2 separate regions of the Gossypium arboreum genome follow, and region 1 is linked to region 2. Evidence: chromatin contacts called from public Hi-C data. All regions are on one chromosome and are shown on one strand. The core of a region is the stretch at or near the end of the contact, and the rest is flanking DNA. Distances in the headings are between cores, read along the strand shown.

Region 1 (4,456 bases), core at 61-2,560, 85 kb after region 2:
AGAATCTTTCTTAGTGGGTGTCAAAGGTAGCCCACTCACAAAGCCCATAGTGACTCTCTCCCACTTCCACAATGGAATTTTCACCGGTTGTAGTAATCCAGAAGGAAATTGATGTATGCGTGTATTGTATGTGTGTATGCGTACAGTGTGCGTAAAAATTTTGCAGGTACATCAATGGCTTTTATAGCCAGATTTACAAAATAAATAAAAATAAAAATAAAAAAAATCCTATTTTCCTACTGTCATCTGCTATGAATTCTGCTATGAATTCTGGTGTGTTCTTTTGCAGGCTCGGTTGTACAGAGGAGCGGGGAGACGTGCGAAGGAGGCCATGCGAGGAGCCACTCGTGGGAGCCCTAACTCTCTGGCCTATTCTGGCACGTTCCAGAAGCTTCTAGTGATGCTGAGATAATTTTGGGTGTATTGGGCCTCGAGTTTTAGTGTTTATTTAATTGGGCCTCGAGTTTTAGTGATTTTTAGTATAAGGCCGGACAAAAATTGGGCCTTACAATATATATATTTAATAAACATTAACATATACTTCTTTTATTATAGAATATTCAAAGGTTTAAATATATTAAAAGTTCTTATTAATTCTCATATTAATTTCGAAGACATTGAGTTCCTATATGTTTTTGCCATTAGTGTTGGTAATGTGGCATTTATAAAAGAAAAAATTAGTTTTTTTTTTTAGATTTTGACTTTACAATTTTATCAATTTCACTATTACAATTTAAAAATACATAAAAATTTAAATATATATTTTTTCATGTTTTCAATTAAAAGTTCTAAAATATAGAAAAACCTATATATATTATATAAAAAATAAAATGGGATAAATTTCAAAAGTATATAAGAACTTTGATTTAATGCGTAATTGTATACGTGAACTTTAATTTGGTGCAATTATACACATGAAATTCTAATTATAGTTCAAATGTATACTTGAAACTTTAATTTTGATTTAATCACATTTAAAGAAATAAATACATCAATTTATTTTTATATTGATAATATAATTATTTATATATGCAATATATAAATATAAAATGATATTATATAAATAATTGTGTTAATAATTTACAAGAATTTGATCAAATCAAAATTTCATGTATAAAATTATACAAAATCAAAATCCATGTATAATTTTAATATTTATAACAGAATAAAAGTGTACATGAAAATTTAAAAAAAACTTAAAATTTTTAAAATAAATAAACTATTTGGAACAGGCTCTAATTTCGAAATTAATGAAGAATTGGACTAAAATATTTGGCAAGCCTAATAGTTATACTTCAATCCCTATTTAAAGCCCAACATTGAAACTGGGTAGGCCTGGTTTGGTACTAAACGCATACAAGAAATTAATAGAAATAGGGTAATCATCCAATCGATTCAAGTCGAATTTGAGTAAAAGAAATTTAAGTTAGTCAAGTTAATAAATTATATTTTAACAAAATTTAATTTGAATTGAGTTAAGTTATATGAAATTTGAGTCAAGTCGAATTAAATATATTTATTCGAGTTAAATTTAAAAATATAATTAATAAAAATATTAGATTAAATATATATAATTAATCAATAAAAATTTTCTACATAAATAAAACATAATCAAATAATTGATACAAGAAACAAAATCAAAATTAAATTAAATAAAATTTTTAGAAGTGTATAGTGGAATATGATATTTTAGGCTATCAAATAGATCATCATTCCACTGATTAAAAAAACATGTACAAGTAATCCGGTATATACAATAATACCCATCACAATCAGAAAAACATATCAAGGAGGAATGACGCAAAGACAGGATGGGGTTTCTTGTAGAAAGGAAGTAAAATTTAAAACAGCCTTACCTTCTTTTCTTTTCTTTTTTTTTCAATTTAAGAGAGGATAAAATGACGTCGGAAGATGTGGCTGGGCTTAAAATTTTGAAATTATGCCTTTACTCCAAAATCACATGGTTTTGTTTAATTGATTCTACGGATATTCGAGTTGTAATAATTAAACTTGATTCAAATTTAAAAGATTGATTCATTTATTTGAATTGACTTAAAAAATTGAATAATTCAAAATTTAATTTTTTTTAATTTTTTTTGAGTCGATTCAAGTTTTATTCACTCCTAAATAGAAGAATTCTAAGAGCATACAAGATTCGACTAATTTGAAGTAAAAAACAAAAAACAAATGAAGTAAGATTAGTTCATTGAAATTTAATGGTTAAAATAAAATTAACTTGAGCCTATTGATATTTGAATTGAATATAAAATAATTTAACTTAATTGATTAAAATAATCAATTTTAAAAATTAACTAAGGGATACTTGTTGCTTTTATATGTTATGATTTTAATATAATGTAATTTTTCATAATGTGATTATTGGAAAAGTTATTTTACAAACTTTTAATATATATTAAAAAGTATTGACTAAAATCCTGAAAAAATTATATTATCATTCAATAAACACTTTTTCAATAACGTAATGATAATTAATGAAATTATTCTTATTAAATAAAAGATAGCTTCACAATAAACTACATTATTAAGAAATATTTGCATTGAATATTAAATAATTATTTTCAATTAGTAATTTTAATTTTAATTTTAATTTTAATTCACACTAAAATTATTCTAAATTTATCTTACATGTATTTTTAAATATAATCATGCATATACAAAGCATGTATTGTGGAAGAAAACATGTGCGTACAGGCACACCCACCCACATATATATTAGGTTTTTACCCATAACGCCTGAACTGATCATGTGGATTAATTAAAATATATTAAGATATTTTTTAAAATTAAAATGTTTTGCTTAAAATTTTATAAAATCATATGCAATAACATAAATTGTTTCTTTCATTTGAATATATAATATTAAAGTGATTTTAAAAATAAAATATAAATTTATATATCCATAAAAATCCAAAAGTATTATTGCAATATGAAATAGATAAAAGTTTATAATTTAAATAAATAAATGTGATGTTATATTTATTCCATAAATTCATAAATTTGATTGATTTAATTTAATTTAAATAAATATGAAAACAAATTAAAAGTGAATGTAAATTAAAATTGTCAATATCCATGTAATGAATAAACTAAATGCTAATGATGAAAAAATTGGATAGTTGACTTTCACTATTCATTAGAGCTTCCAAATTTATCCAAAGATAAATTATTTATTCTATGAATACTGAAAATTATGGTGTCAATTAATGTTTTTATTATATATATATTTCAATGTACAAAGAAAATGTGTATATTTGATGAAAATTATTTAATTGTCCATTAAGGTTATTAACATTCATTTATGATAGTATATTCTAGTATCTACCCAAAGGAGAATTAGAATATACTTGGATTGTTTGTTTGAATTCATAAAGTAATTATATTTAAGCATTTCAGAATTGTTTTGCTTTTATATATTATTTTGCAACTATTTGTCTTCATTCACAAGCTTCAACTGTTACATTATTTAATGTGTTATACTTCTCTGAATGGAATGATCAACTGTTACATTATTTAATATGTTAAACTTCTCTGAATGGAGTGAACAAATTAAGTCTCATTTAGGTGTTCAGGATCTTGACTTGACACTATTAAAAGATAAACATGCTACTATTACTGCCTCAAACAATGAGGAAGAGATGTTATACCATAAATAATGGGAATGATCAAATAGATTGAACTCGTGTTTTAGCAAATGACTATTACCATCAACATTAAGACCACAATTTCACAAACTAAAAGCAAGAAAGAATTTTCTTATGTTTCTAGAAGAACATTTTCATTCTACAAATAAGTCACTGCTGGTACTTTAATGGCACAACGCACAACCATAAAGTATGATGGGTCGAAGGAAATACAAGAACATGTCATCAAGCCGACTAATATTACAACAATGTTAAAGGCCTTAAGGATGATGGTGGATGACTCTTTTCTAGTGCAATTCATATTGAACTTACTACCTCCAAATTATGGGCTATTTCAAATTGACTACAACTGTAGCACCCCACACCCAACCTGATTGTTAGGCCCTAATACGAAACATCACATTCGTTGCCGAAGCAACTTGAACTAGCTCTTCTTTTAATAAAAACTCAAGCTTCACACGTTTATCATATTATTTACGTTATTCATTTCAAATATAACAAGTTAAAGTGACCAAATATCTTAAAACTACTTAAAAACAAGTTTAAGAATATCAATTAAAAACAACTAATATTAGTTCCTATTCAACATCAATGCAATGTTCTATTACTACCATAATTTACAATCATTCTTATTGATCCAAATTAGTTTCAAGTTAATTAAATCGCTTTTAAAATATTTTCAAACAAGTTCTAGGTGTTTGGGGATGATCGAGACCAAATTCGAGTCTCCGAGGCTTTAAAATAAGTTAAAAAATGGGAAGGCCCTGTTTTAAATACTTGTATTGGTAGAAGTC
Region 2 (4,605 bases), core at 1,609-4,108:
AATTATTTAATTATAGTAAGTTTTAATTTTAAGTTTAATCATTATTTTTAAAATTTTTATTATTAAGTGTAATAATATTAAAATAAAATTAATATACTGTATTTTACAAATAATACACAAATCTATCTTCTCATATGTTTTATTTTTTAAACTGATAAAACAGGTCTCAATCACTCAATATCCTATATCTACAGTACGCATAGAACGGTAGCAATCTTCTGCTGATCAAGTAGACTTTGGGTTCTATTTTGCAAGGAAATATCAAACCACATTGATCATTTCAATTTTTACTTTTGATTTCATTTCATTTCTGCTGGAATTTGTAAATTATACCAAATTGACTTACAGGATTTTTTTTTTTTAAACCTAGAAATTTTCATGCTTGTTATTTGCAGAATGTGACCTGAAACTACCAGCATTAAAGTCTATCATAAATACATAAAAATAATATCTTTATTAATTGTTCTTTGTCTATTTATAAATGGTCTAACACAAATGAAATGAACTTTGAGGGTAAATTTAATTTCCAATTTCATACACCTCCTCTGTAAAATGATGATGACCATTTATTGATTATGAGCTACAGATCTAGATGATAAAATTTCATTACTACAAAGGTTTTTCAAATATATATATATATATATGAACATAACAATACAAAGAGAAAATTGTCATTGAATGTCACTCAAAACATGTTAAAATTCTATCAACTACGTAGAACATGTCAAAGCTTTTCCCTTTGTAGAGGAAACAGTGGAAAACACCGATTTATATAACCTGATGGTATTTCACAGCTTTTGGAACAATTACGATATATATAATTAAATTGTTTAGAACATTGGTGAATCTGATGGGGAAGAATTCACCAAATTAAGAATACTGTTCCAATAGTTCTTGTTATCTTCATAGTAATCACTGCCATCCCCGCTGCCTCCGCTGTTTTCGTCAGATTCTTTGCCGCTATCCGATAAACTCCGGTCGACGGAATCATTAAGAAGAAGATTAGTGAAACCTTCCTCCATTATATTCCCAACATTATTAACATTAATGTTGTTTGGCCTCAAAGACTCTGGAGTCCATCCTCCTTCAATAGAAATTGTCATATCCTGAAGACTAGATGTGAATGATGACAAAGAATTCCCCATACCCTCTTTGTAATCAGCCAAATTGCTTGAACTTCCAAGCTCTTTCCACTCTTGTTCACCTTCTTCTTTAACGATCCCCGCCGTCTCGGAGGAACCCGAGGTGGTGCCGACGAACTCGATCATCGGCATCGGACTCACACCGAGCCCTGTAATGATTGGTGGTGCATTTTCTGAGACAGAAAGAGTGGATGTAGGAGACTCAAGGGTAAAAGCAGGGGGATTGAAGTGGTGATGATGTTGAACTGAATGTGAACGGATCTTTGATTCTCGAACCAGTCGAGCTTCAGCTTCGAGTCTAGCACTCTCCCATTGAGCCATATGGCTAAGGTTGGCTGCATTCTTGGATTGACCATCAGTAGTGGAGAGTAAAGCATCGTTTTTGGGTTTGTGAGTGATGGGATCGATCCCCATTTTAGCTAACCTTTTCTTAAGATGAGTGTTCCAGTAATTTTTTATCTCATTATCTGTTCTTTTTGGCAAGTGAGTGGCAATCGCAGACCACCTGAAGACAAAAAAAGGACAAGCAAAAACATAATAGAGACAGTAACCTTTACACAAAACACTAGAATTTTCTCAATCTATTACTCATCTAAAGACAAAAATATATATATATATATAAAATAGACAAAAAATGTTAAAAAACTGATTTGCTATTGCATTTTAATGAAGAATTGAAGACCCATTTTTGCATTTAAAGTTAGCATTCCATTAAAATCAGATGTCAGAAGAGACAGTAACTTATTGCAAAAATAGAAGACACTGCACAATTTTAATTTAATATCTGTAGGATCGAAACTAAAACAAAGAAGAAAAGATTATATAGGTGATAAATAGAGTAGACTAGCCGTTCAGATTTGAGAGTATTTATATGTTTCCACTAAATCCCCCAAAAAAAATTGTCATTTGAGTTCAAGAAGTTTGAGCTTAGATTTCATAACAAAATTTGGAAATTAAAATCTTAGTGTTGAGAAATTGAAAACCCAAGATCAGAAAGATACTAAAAAATCATGAGAAAAAAAAAAGCTTTTTTTTTTCTTTTTTAAATAAAGAATGAACTACTATTACCTGTTCCCTAAAAGGGCATGAAGTTGGATGATAGTTTGCTCTTCTTGCAAACTAAATTTTCCTCTCTTAATATCAGGCCTTAGATAATTAGTCCATCTGAGCCTGCAACTTTTCCCACATCTTTGAAGACCTTAAAAAAAACAATGAGACCCAAAACAAGTAAAAGAATGAGCTGAGAACTGAAGAATAACTTGTACTATAAGTAAAGCAAGAAGGAATTAGGGTTAGGGCTTAGTCACCGGCTTTGGCGGGCAAGGAACGCCAGCTTCCACGACCATGTTCTTCAATGTAAGCCAAGAGTTTCTGGTCTTCTTCAGGTGTCCAAGGTCCTTTCTTCAACCCTACTTTGTCACAGCAAGGTGATCTCCCCATATTGGGTATAGTGGTGTATAGTGAAAAACTGAAGCAGCAAAGGAACAAGGCAGTTGAGTTCACTCTTTATATAACACTTTGAAAACAAAGAGATAATGTTTGATGAAAGAATTAAAAGTAATGAAGAGAAGGGAGTGACAGTGAGAAAGGGAAGGAAGTCTGTGTTTGTAAATGAAGAGATGGGGGGCAGAGAAGAAAGGTCAGCGAAATTAATGGGATAGAGAGAAATTAATTTTTCATCAGAGTATATGCTAAAGTCACATGATAGATGAAATTAAAACCGACCGTTTTTTGTTACAATGGAGGTTGTATAGTCTGGAAATAGAATATTTGCATATATCAAAATACTAATATTTAAAATATTAAATAATACATTATGGGCTCGAAAATTAATTAATATATTTACGCCTAATAAATTTCAAACTTAAATACTCAAAACTCAAAATCTACACTTTTACCAAATATTTTTTTGAAATTACATCTTCACTATATTCTCTTCTTTAGCATTAACCTAAAACTTTATCAGCACTAGATGTCTATTTATTAAAAGTTTTTACAACCCTCCTTTATCTATAGCATTACTACTTCATTATATACCTTTACTTAACCCATGGGGTATCCAAAATATGTCCCATGTATGGTAAAATAGTTGATAATTTATATATTCATGTTGTATTTTTTTTTTTTCGGTTATATCATGTTGTGATTTTAATTTTTATCTTACTTTTCATCATGTGTAGCATTCCCCCCAAAAAAACCTCAAACCCCCAAACAAATTATGAAAGGATTTTTTGGTCCTTACAATTAACAAAGCAAAAGAGTTAGTAAATGATATGGGGCCAGATCCCAAATTTAAAGTTTCTCATATTATTTCACTATATACTACTCATGATGATGGTGACTTTTCTTATTATAAGTTTTGAACTCTTTTTAAAGCTGTATTAATTAGCTTATAAAGTTGAATTTTAATTAAATAGAACTAGAATAAAGATTCCCTTTTTTTTCCCTCTAAAAGCTGTATTAATTAGCTTGTGAAGGTGAGTTTTAATTAATTAAAAATATTGGCCAAAAATAATTAATTAGAAATAGAATAAAGAATATTGTAGTTTCAAGTGCTTTTAGATTTATTTTAGGAGAAGTTTTGTTAAATAAAATGAAATATAATTTATGGTAAAAACATACAATGTTAGACACAAGAAGGAGAAAATCTTGTTCTATGCATGATTTTATATGGCATAAAAACCAAAAATCATTCTAAAAAACATGAAAAAGTTTGAACATTAAAACTATGTGTAATAGATGTTGTATTTAGCTGATTGAGTCTTAATTTGATTGACATGAGTAATGTTGTCAATGCAAGAGGACATGAGTTTAAATGCGTTGAAGTGCATTATCTTCCTCAAAACATTATCTTTCTATTTATGGGTTGGGGAGGAGTTATAAGTAGTTTTAACCATTGTGTCAAAAAAAGCAGACAAGGGCGAAGGCAGAAATTTTTTTTAGGGGGTCGAAATTAAATTTTAATTTGACTAGCCTATATACTTATAATTTTTAAAGGATTAAATCAATTTTTTATCATTTTTAAGGTGGTCAAAGTGCATTTTTACTTTTATTAATTTAAAATTTAAAAAAAATTGAAGGATTTAAATGGAAATTTTTTTCATTTTAGGGGGAGTTGGGGCCTTTGTCAACCCCTGGCTACGCCCCTAAGAGCAAATATGATCAAAACATATAATGAGATTGTTCAAAAAAATAATTATTGAAAAACATTTAGGGGCGAAATTAAATTGTATATTTTACGATAATAAAAATACAATTTTACTATTTTAATAGTATATATATTTTCAAATATAATTATTATTATTAATGAATACTAATGTTTTTAAAATAATAATAATAATTTTCTGGGCCACATAGTGGTAACTAGGATTCTACACTCCTTATCATTTAATAAATTTGCATTGTAAATATAAATGCATAAAAGAATATTGACTGTTATGAAACTTTTAACTTAGACCTCAAG

Evidence for each region. Hi-C and Micro-C count contacts between places; a contact is called where the count stands out from the background.
Region 1: a contact with region 2 is called in a Hi-C map of leaf, with 1.7 times the contacts expected there. The contact joins the enhancer-like site here to the promoter of LOC108477116 in region 2. A contact is called at or near these places in 3 of 5 Hi-C or Micro-C datasets (all in leaf).

The regions. Positions count from the first base shown.
Region 1 is chr4:9,177,116-9,181,571 of ASM2569848v2, forward strand. No RefSeq gene overlaps it. Among protein-coding and RNA genes, the nearest start is that of LOC108478998, 10 kb to the right of the region's middle. Within about 2 kb of position 1,311, at least 1 of the 2 cell types and tissues checked has an H3K27ac peak or open chromatin away from gene starts, as enhancers often do. A contact at or near this core is called in leaf, where this site is marked.
Region 2 is chr4:9,090,320-9,094,924 of ASM2569848v2, forward strand. LOC108477116 (transcription factor MYB16) reads right to left here and starts at 2,859. Exons shown (of 3, transcript XM_017779572.2): 1 at 2,450-2,859; 2 at 2,211-2,340; 3 at 547-1,647. The coding sequence starts at 2,582. The coding sequence ends at 831.